Regions from separate parts of the Callithrix jacchus genome. Here region 2 is linked to region 1. Evidence: chromatin contacts called from public Hi-C data. All regions are on one chromosome and are shown on one strand. Each heading gives the region's core, a stretch centred on a gene start, on an enhancer-like site or on the middle of the called end of the contact. The rest is flanking DNA. Distances are from core to core; before and after follow the strand shown.

Region 1 (4,062 bases), core at 946-3,445:
CCATCCTTCAAGCCCAGCCGATTCCTTCCAACCCACCAGTCTCCCCTAACCCTTCAGTCATGTAGCATCCCCATCCCTTAAACACACGGTATTTGATCTGATACACATTTGCAAAATTTCATGTTTCATATCAGTGATTCATTTTTTAGATCATATATGTTGTCATGTAAATTTTTCATGTTTTTTGGGGGGCTTAATTTTTTTATTTTATTTTGTTTTGAGACAGGGTCTCACTCTGTCATCCAGGCTGGAATCTAGTGGCACAATCATGGCTCACTATAGCCTCGAACACATGAACTCCAGCAATCCTCCTGCCTTAGCCTCCCAAGTAGCTGGGACTACAGGCACACACCACCCCATCCGGCTACTTTGAAAATTTTTGTAGAGACAGGGTCTTGCTGTGTTGCCTCGGCTGGTCTTGAATTCCTGGCCTTGTCTCATCTCCTGAAGTGCTAGGATTACAGGTGTAAGGCACCACATCTACCATGGGAATCTTTCGTCACTAAGAGCAATTTTAGACATGTACATATTAGGCATACTATACACACTTTTCAGTAAATTATGTTGAACAAAAATACTTCTGATTTTTAAGATAGCTTAACACTAGATAATAAACCTTCTGGCCACACCAAAAAGGTTGCTTTCATTAACAAACATAAATTTAATTTTCTAACAACTTAATTTTTTCGGCACTGCCACTTTATCCTGATGCATTCATATGTTTTATTTTAAACTCAACAGTAGACAAATACCGATCAAATGCCCACATTCTGTGCTTCTAAAAGTAAGTTTAGAAATAATTCATTTCCTCCATATCTAGCAGACTAGAACTACTAAATGTTTTAAGACATGCGACTAACTCTTGGGAGAGGACAAAGTCACAATCTTGGAAGAATAAGAATGTGTTTTCCTTAAAAAAAAAAAGTTTTAGAGGAGATTATTGTTAGAATTTCTTTTCTAAAATTCAGCATGGGAATAAAAGACCTGCTTTTGAGAAGACACTGACTGGAATGATAAATAATAAATGTTTGACTCAAATCATAAAGCTACATTATATAACTTCAAATAAATGTCTTCAAGACAGGCAGTGTATTATTTTAAAAGCTTTCATTTTTTTAATAGCAAGGCTAAGAGAAAAGCAGAGGCACATTATGACATTACTCTAGCGCCCTCTGGTGTCCCACTTGCAGCACACCGTTTGGAGTTCATTATTTGCTGTTTGTATAGCTATTTGCAAAGGAGCATTTTGGGAAACCACTGATGTGTCTGAAGAGAAATGCCTCATTAAAGAAACCAAATATGTGGATCTTACAACATCTTACAACCAAATGATTTGCTAATTATGCCCATACATCCTGTTTACCTCACTCTGGGGAGCTGGAGTTGGCATTATGCTTATTAAGGCCACACAGGTAAGTGGAGTTGATTAAACATGAGGGCTTGAAAAGGAAATCTCTGTAATCCCAGCCAATGTTTGTCTTGTAGAAAATTTCCATGGGAAGCTATAGGTGACACGATAAGAGCCGGATGTTTGGTGGATACCGGCCCTTATTAAACATGCTTTGGTTAAAAAAAATTGTAAAAATTAGATCACTGAAAATTTATTGTCACGAGTGATGTTAGTCTTTTTTTTGTGTGTGGGTCAGAAATGCAAATATGCCCCTTTAAAACACACAAATTTAAAACTGACTCTATATTTAAAAGTCAACTTAACCTGAAATATTAAAATAATAACTGCAACTCACAAATATTGTAAAACAAAAGATAAGAGCATGTAAATTGTAAGTAGGCATAAAGGGAAAAAAAACCCAAATAACTCTACTCTAACATAATGAATACAAATCTCTGAAGGAAATATACTCAAATGGTAACAGAGTTTGTATTAAAGTAACAGAATTGTGTCTTTTTACTCATGCTAACTGCACCTATTTCCTTTTGATCCCTTCATCATCTAATCCTACATTCCAAGTGCTAGAAGCAGCTGTCCTCACTTCTGTCTACTGTTGTCCTGTCTTTTTCATTGTCACAGCTGAGAAATTGACAATTTATGTAACCCAGTTCATCTGCTTAGCAACAGGAAGGGCGGGGCTCAAAACAGAGGAAAACTACCCCGTAGCATTTGCAATTGTGAAATGAGAAAGGAAGAATGGGGAACTGGCTAAAGGCCATGTAACTTATCTCTGAGGAGGCTGAAAAAAGGGATCAAACTATTTTCAATTCTAAACCTCAAAAGAATAAGTCAGAAGAAATGGCCTATATTCTTCTTAAACCTCTATAATTACAGTCTTAAGAGTGCCAAGTGATTAGAACACCATAAACAGTGCTTCCTTGACAAATACGTAGAAAGTTCCTTGCTCCTGAATTTCTATATGTGTAAATGGGCTTGGCCTCCAAAATCACCTTAGGGAAACACTGTATCTTAGCTGAGAGTCAGATAATCCCATGCAGATAGGAGTTCTAGCCATGCGAGAACCCGTAATACAGCTACTCTGAGCACGGATCTCACTCCTTGTCCTGCTGTACTTCCCACTTCATCTTGCATCAGCAAAGAGGAGGAAACAAAATGGGAAAAGAGCGGGAGCATCCCCACGTTCTTTGCACTCCAAGCTTTCCATCTCTGTCAGAACCTACTTAGAGTTTACTACAGTCTCATTGTATGAACGAAGACCCAGCAGTGGTATGGGCACAAAGGTCATGTCATCAAGTTGCATTAACCTGCCATGTATCTCATCAGAAACTTATCAGATGTCCAGTGCCATCATGTTTCTTTCTTCTTTATTGTGGGCTTGATCACAAATTTAGAAGAAAGGGGATTCCATGAACCGAATCAGCCAAATGATGTGTTTCAATTTTATTTTCTATGGTTCAATTTTATTTTCTCGGTTAGTCCGTAGAAATTTGGCTAAATCAGCCACGACATTGCCATGAAATAAAAGAGAAAATGTCACCCAGTTCCCATTTAACAGATTTTCCTGCTGCTTAAATTGGTTTATTCATTTGTTCAAAGTGTGTTTTTTGAGCACCTACTATGTGCACTGTTCCAAGCACTGAGGTTATTGTGGTGAATAAGACCGAAAGACTTCTGCTCTCAAAAGCTGATAATATGATTATGTGTGAGCACACACACACACGGACTAAAAAGGAAAAATTAATAGATACATAAGAAAATGTCAAATAGCAAAACAAATACATTGCAGAGAATTAAGACATAGTAACATGGCAGTGAGTAACTGTTTTATTAGCCTGGTGCAAAAGTAATGGCAAACCCACAATTACTTTTGTACCAACCTAATAGGCTGGGTGTCAGGGAGACTTCTATGAGGAGTGAATGAGGCTGAGACATGAATGTTAAGAAGGATCCAGCCATGCACAGATTAGGGTTAAGAGCATCCAGCCTAGAAACAGCACATGTAAAGGCTCTATGGTAGGAACACACTTGGTGTGTTACAAAAATAAAAAGTAAACCAGAGTTTGGTTGGGGTTGAAGAGCGATGCAAAATGATACTGGAGAATTAGACAGGGCCCAGATGATGCAGGGGTTTCGTAAACCAGGCAGAGTCTGGATCTCACTGCAAACGAGATAGGAGGCCAAAGGGGAATTATACATGGGGAGGAGAGAGTGATCCAGTATTATTATTATTTTAAAAGATCATTACCGTGTGGAGAAGTGATGGAAGGGAGACAAGAATAGGAGGAGGGAGACAAAACTGGGAGGCTCTTACAGTAGGCGAGGGCGAAAGAAAACAGGGATTAGGACTGGAGGGCTGATAACGGAAACAGAAAGGATTAGATAGACTGCGATCCGTTTGCGAGGCAGGTTTAATAGGATAGGCTGAATGTGGAAGGCGAAAATAAGAAAATAATCAAAATAAGCCTTAGATTTTTTTGTCTGGATGTTGGATGTTGGTGCTATCTACTGAAATGGGAAAACTGGGGAAGGAACAGGTATGTGATACAGAATCAACTTTAATTTTGGCCAGGTTAAACCTGCGATGTCTCCGAGATGTCCACACAGATGCATTTCGGACTTGAGTTGAATATTTTGGGGAGATGCGGGGCCAT
Region 2 (4,062 bases), core at 596-3,095, 420 kb before region 1:
TTGTTCTCTTTGTTCCAGGAACTTGCCATTCATTAGCTCTACCATAATAGACTTTTTAAAAACCTATTCTCTTCTAGTCCAGCTGCTCAATTTCCTATTTGTATTCAATTTACAATATGGTTTAATTTTGATTAAAAACATATTTCCAGCTGGGTGTGGTGGCTCACACCTGTACTCTGGGAGACGGAGGTGGGTAGATCACTTGAGGTCAGGGGTTCGAGACCAGCCTGGATAACATGGCAAAACCCCATCTCTACTAAAAATACAAAAATTAGCTCTGTGTGGTGGCATGCGCCTGCAATCCCAGCTACTTGGGAGGCTGAAAAGAGAGAATCGCTGGAACCCAGGAGGTAGACCCAGGAGGTTGCAGTGAGCTGAGATCATGCCACTGCACTCCCACCTGGGAGACAGAGTGAGGAGACTCCATTTCAAAAAACAAAACAAAACAAAAAACCATTATTTTCTGAGTTGTATATATATTTAATGTGCACAACATGATATTTTGATATGTGTACATAGTGAGATGATTACTACAGTCAAACAATTAACATAATTTTCTTTTGTGTGCGGTGAGAGCACCTGAAATATCTCTTTGAAAATTTCCAGTATAAAATACAGTATTGTTAACTGTAGTCATTGTGCCATACATTAGATCTCTAGACTCATTTGTTCTAACTGTAACTTTATAGGCTCTGCCCAATCTCTCTCCATGCCTCCCAACTTCCTGTCCCTGGTAACCACCATTCTACTTTCTGCTTGTATGTATTTGACTTTTTCACATTCCACATATCAGTGAGTTTAAGCAGTATTTTTCTATCTGGCTTATTTCACTTTGTGTAATATCCTTCCAGTTTCACCCAATTTGTTGCAAATGGCAGGATCTCCTGTTTTAAGGCTGAGTAATATTCCATTGTATAAATACATGCCACAATTTCTCTATCCATTTATCTGTTAACAGACACTTAGGTTGGTTCCATAACTTGGCTATTGTGAATAATGCTACAATAAACAACGAAGTGAAGATATCGCTTCAGGATATTGATTTCATTTCCTTTGAGTAAATACCCAGTAGTGGGATTGCTGGATTATCTGGTACTTCTATTTACTTTTTTTTTTTTTTTTGAGGCGGAGTTTTGCTCTTGTTACCCAGGCTGGAGTGCAATGGCGCGATCTCAGCTCACCGCAACCTCCGCCTCCTGGGTTCAAGCAATTCTCCTGCCTCAGCCTCCTGAGTAACTGGGACTACAGGCAGGCACCACCATGCCCAGCTAATTTTTTGTATTTTTAGTAGAGACAGGGTTTCACCATGTTGACCAGGATGGTCTCGATCTCTTGACCTCGTGATCCACTCACCTCGGCCTCCCAAAGTGCTGGGATTACAGGCGTGAGCCACAGCGCCCGGCCTTCTGTTTACTTTTTTGAGGAGCCTTCATACTGTTGTCTATAATGTCTGTACCAATTAACATTACCACATTACCTTACAAAGGATCTTTAGAATGGTCACTGCAGGAATAAATGAATGAGTCACTAACTAAAGCATGTGTGTGAATAAGCTGGAAATCAAAAACAGCTTTGAAAAAAGATTCCCAAACAGTGAATTGAAGAGATAGGGAAAATCAATTAGGTAGGAAACAGGTGGCAATTAGACGTCTGTAGATAGAGCTTCTCTCCCTCAATCAAGGTAATAGGCAGCAGCTCCCATTAGAATCTAAAATAAATGGAGAAGCCAGGAATTAATCTGAACCAACTTGATCAGGAGAAAGAAGGGGCGGGTGAAGGAGGAAGGCAAAATAAGGACACAAACCGCAGTAGGATATTAGGCTGCGCCTGAGCACCTGCTGAGCGGATGGAGCGCTTTGTCCGTGTTCCCCATGGCTTGTACCAGGGCTATGGGAACACAGTACCTTTAGGCCAGCCTGGACTCTCAGGGCATAAACAGCCCGACTGGAGACAAAATATGGTTCCCCCTGTTTTCCTGGCTAGGCCAGGGCTCCTGGTGCCGGCGAACGCTCCTGACTACTGCATGGACCCTTACAAGAGGGCGCAGCTTAAGGCCATTCTCTCCCAGATGAATCCCAGCCTGAGCCCGCGGCTGTGTAAAGCCAACACCAAGGAGGTGGGCGTGCAGGTGAGCCCGCGGGTGGACAAGGCTGTACAGTGCTCGCTGGGGCCTCGCACCCTGAGCAGCTGCTCCTCCTGGGACGTCAGAGACCCCCGGAACCCCCTGCCAGCGTGCGGGGTCACTTCGCCTGCCACGGGCCACGGGGGCTTGATCTGCCTGCGGAGGGATGAGGATGAGAGGGAGAGCAAGGCACTCTCGGGTCCTGCGGAGGCCAGCCAGCCGCTGTCACCACCATCAAGGTCCGAAGCTGAATGGCAGGAGGAACCCGGGCAGCTGGAGGAATCGGGGGAGAAAGACGCCCCGCGCAGCAAGCAGGCGCCTGGAGACACTGCCGCGAAGCCGCTTCGGAGGTCTAACTTCCAGGTGGACCCTCTCTTCCCTCTTAGTCCTCGGTCAGCCCCATCCTCTCCCTCCTTTTTCATCTATGGGGGCAATAAAAGCAAAATCTTCTCTCTCTTCCTCCATGTACTTGGAGAAGGAGAGGGAGCTCTAAAAACATGTATTTCACGTGGCCTGTATGTTTGGTAAGTTTTGAGTAAAGTAGGTGCCCACCCAGGTAAGCCTATGAAAACCAACAGACTGGCAACCACTGCTCTTGGGGAATTTGGAGACAAAGAAGGGCTTCAAGTCTGTGAAACATGAAATCAGACTTTCGTTTTGGGAAGATTTGCCGCTGGCATTGTGGAAAATGAATTGGAAAAGTACAAAAGACGGCAGCGAGCGTCATCTTTAAGAGAGATGAGAAACTGAATTAATGCAGTTTTGAGAATATCGTGAGGTTAAACAAGTTATATTTTCCTTATACAAAGCCGTGAGGAAAGAAAGATCTGGTCTTTGCATGATGGTAAAGTACTTTCCCCCTTTAATTTCAGGTTTTGGAACCAAAATACGGCTATTTTCACTGCAAAGATTGTAAGACCAGGTGGGAGAGTGCTTACGTGTGGTGCATTTCTGGAACTAACAAGGTAAGTAAAAGTGAGTGGCAGGTGAGAGGAGAATGGGGTGGGCACAGATGTAAGCGGGGAAGAATCTGATTCCTGAGGGAGCTTGGCTCTCACAGTCCTGTCTTGATCCTGGTGGCATCCCCAGTGCCAGGTGTGTGGGAAGTGCTGAACGAATGTTTGAATGGAGCCGAATCGGACTGTCCACCCGAGTTTCCGAACCAGATTCTGGTGTTATATTTGACAAAATGTCAGGTTACTTAGATGAACCTTTGTCCTTGTCTACATTGGAAGTTTTTGTAATCGTTTTTTAGTTGGTACCTTTGGAAAAGGTCTGGGCCTTAGCGCTAGGAAATTTCCACGTTTGTCCACAAGGTGGGGCAATAAGTGAAAAAACTTACTGTAAAGATGAGCCTGTAAGAGACTGACTTAGGCTACGTGGAAGGTTTCTTTTGTCCCCTTCCTAATTTAATTGCCAACATATTAAGATTGGAAAAGACTTCACGTTAAATTCTGCATTTCTGCATTTTCATGAATATCATAGGCTCTATTCATTATAGACCCTCGTTTGAGAATGAGAACAGCAGGCTGCCCTAAGTCTTGGTCTCCTTTTCCTTGGCCTGTGCAGCTCGTTTTGCAGCAGTCTATATGGCAGGATGGTTTTTTTTTTTTTTTTGGAGACGGAGTTTCGCTCGTTACCCAGGCTAGCGTGCAAAGGCGCATTCTCGGCTCACCGCAACCCCCGCCTCCTGGGTTCAAACAATTCTCCTGTCTCAGCCTCCCAAGTAGCTGGGATTACAGGCGTGTGCCACCATGCCCGGCTAAATTTTTTTTGTATTTAGTAGAGACGGGGTTTCACTATGTTGGCCAGGATGGTCTTGATCTCTTGACCTCGTGATCCATCCTCCTCGGCCTCCCAAAGTGCTGGGATTACAGGCGTGAGCCACCGCGCCCGGCCGGCAGGATGTTATTAACCTCTGTAAGCATTTGAATGTGAAT

Evidence for each region. Hi-C and Micro-C count contacts between places; a contact is called where the count stands out from the background.
Region 2: a Hi-C map of skeletal muscle shows a contact between it and region 1, with 10 times the contacts expected there. The contact joins the promoter of ZAR1L here to the enhancer-like site in region 1. A contact is called at or near these places in 3 of 3 Hi-C or Micro-C datasets (induced pluripotent stem cells and skeletal muscle).

The regions. Positions count from the first base shown.
Region 1 is chr5:151,110,589-151,114,650 of calJac240_pri, reverse strand. The region is part of intron 1 of FRY (FRY microtubule binding protein); the gene reads right to left. Among named protein-coding and RNA genes, the nearest start is that of FRY, 66 kb to the right of the region's middle. Within about 2 kb of position 2,195, at least 3 of the 16 cell types and tissues checked have an H3K27ac peak or open chromatin away from gene starts, as enhancers often do.
Region 2 is chr5:151,531,547-151,535,608 of calJac240_pri, reverse strand. It overlaps ZAR1L (zygote arrest 1 like), which reads left to right and starts at 1,845. Exons shown (of 4, transcript XM_002748958.7): 1 at 1,845-2,485; 2 at 2,995-3,087. The coding sequence starts at 1,847.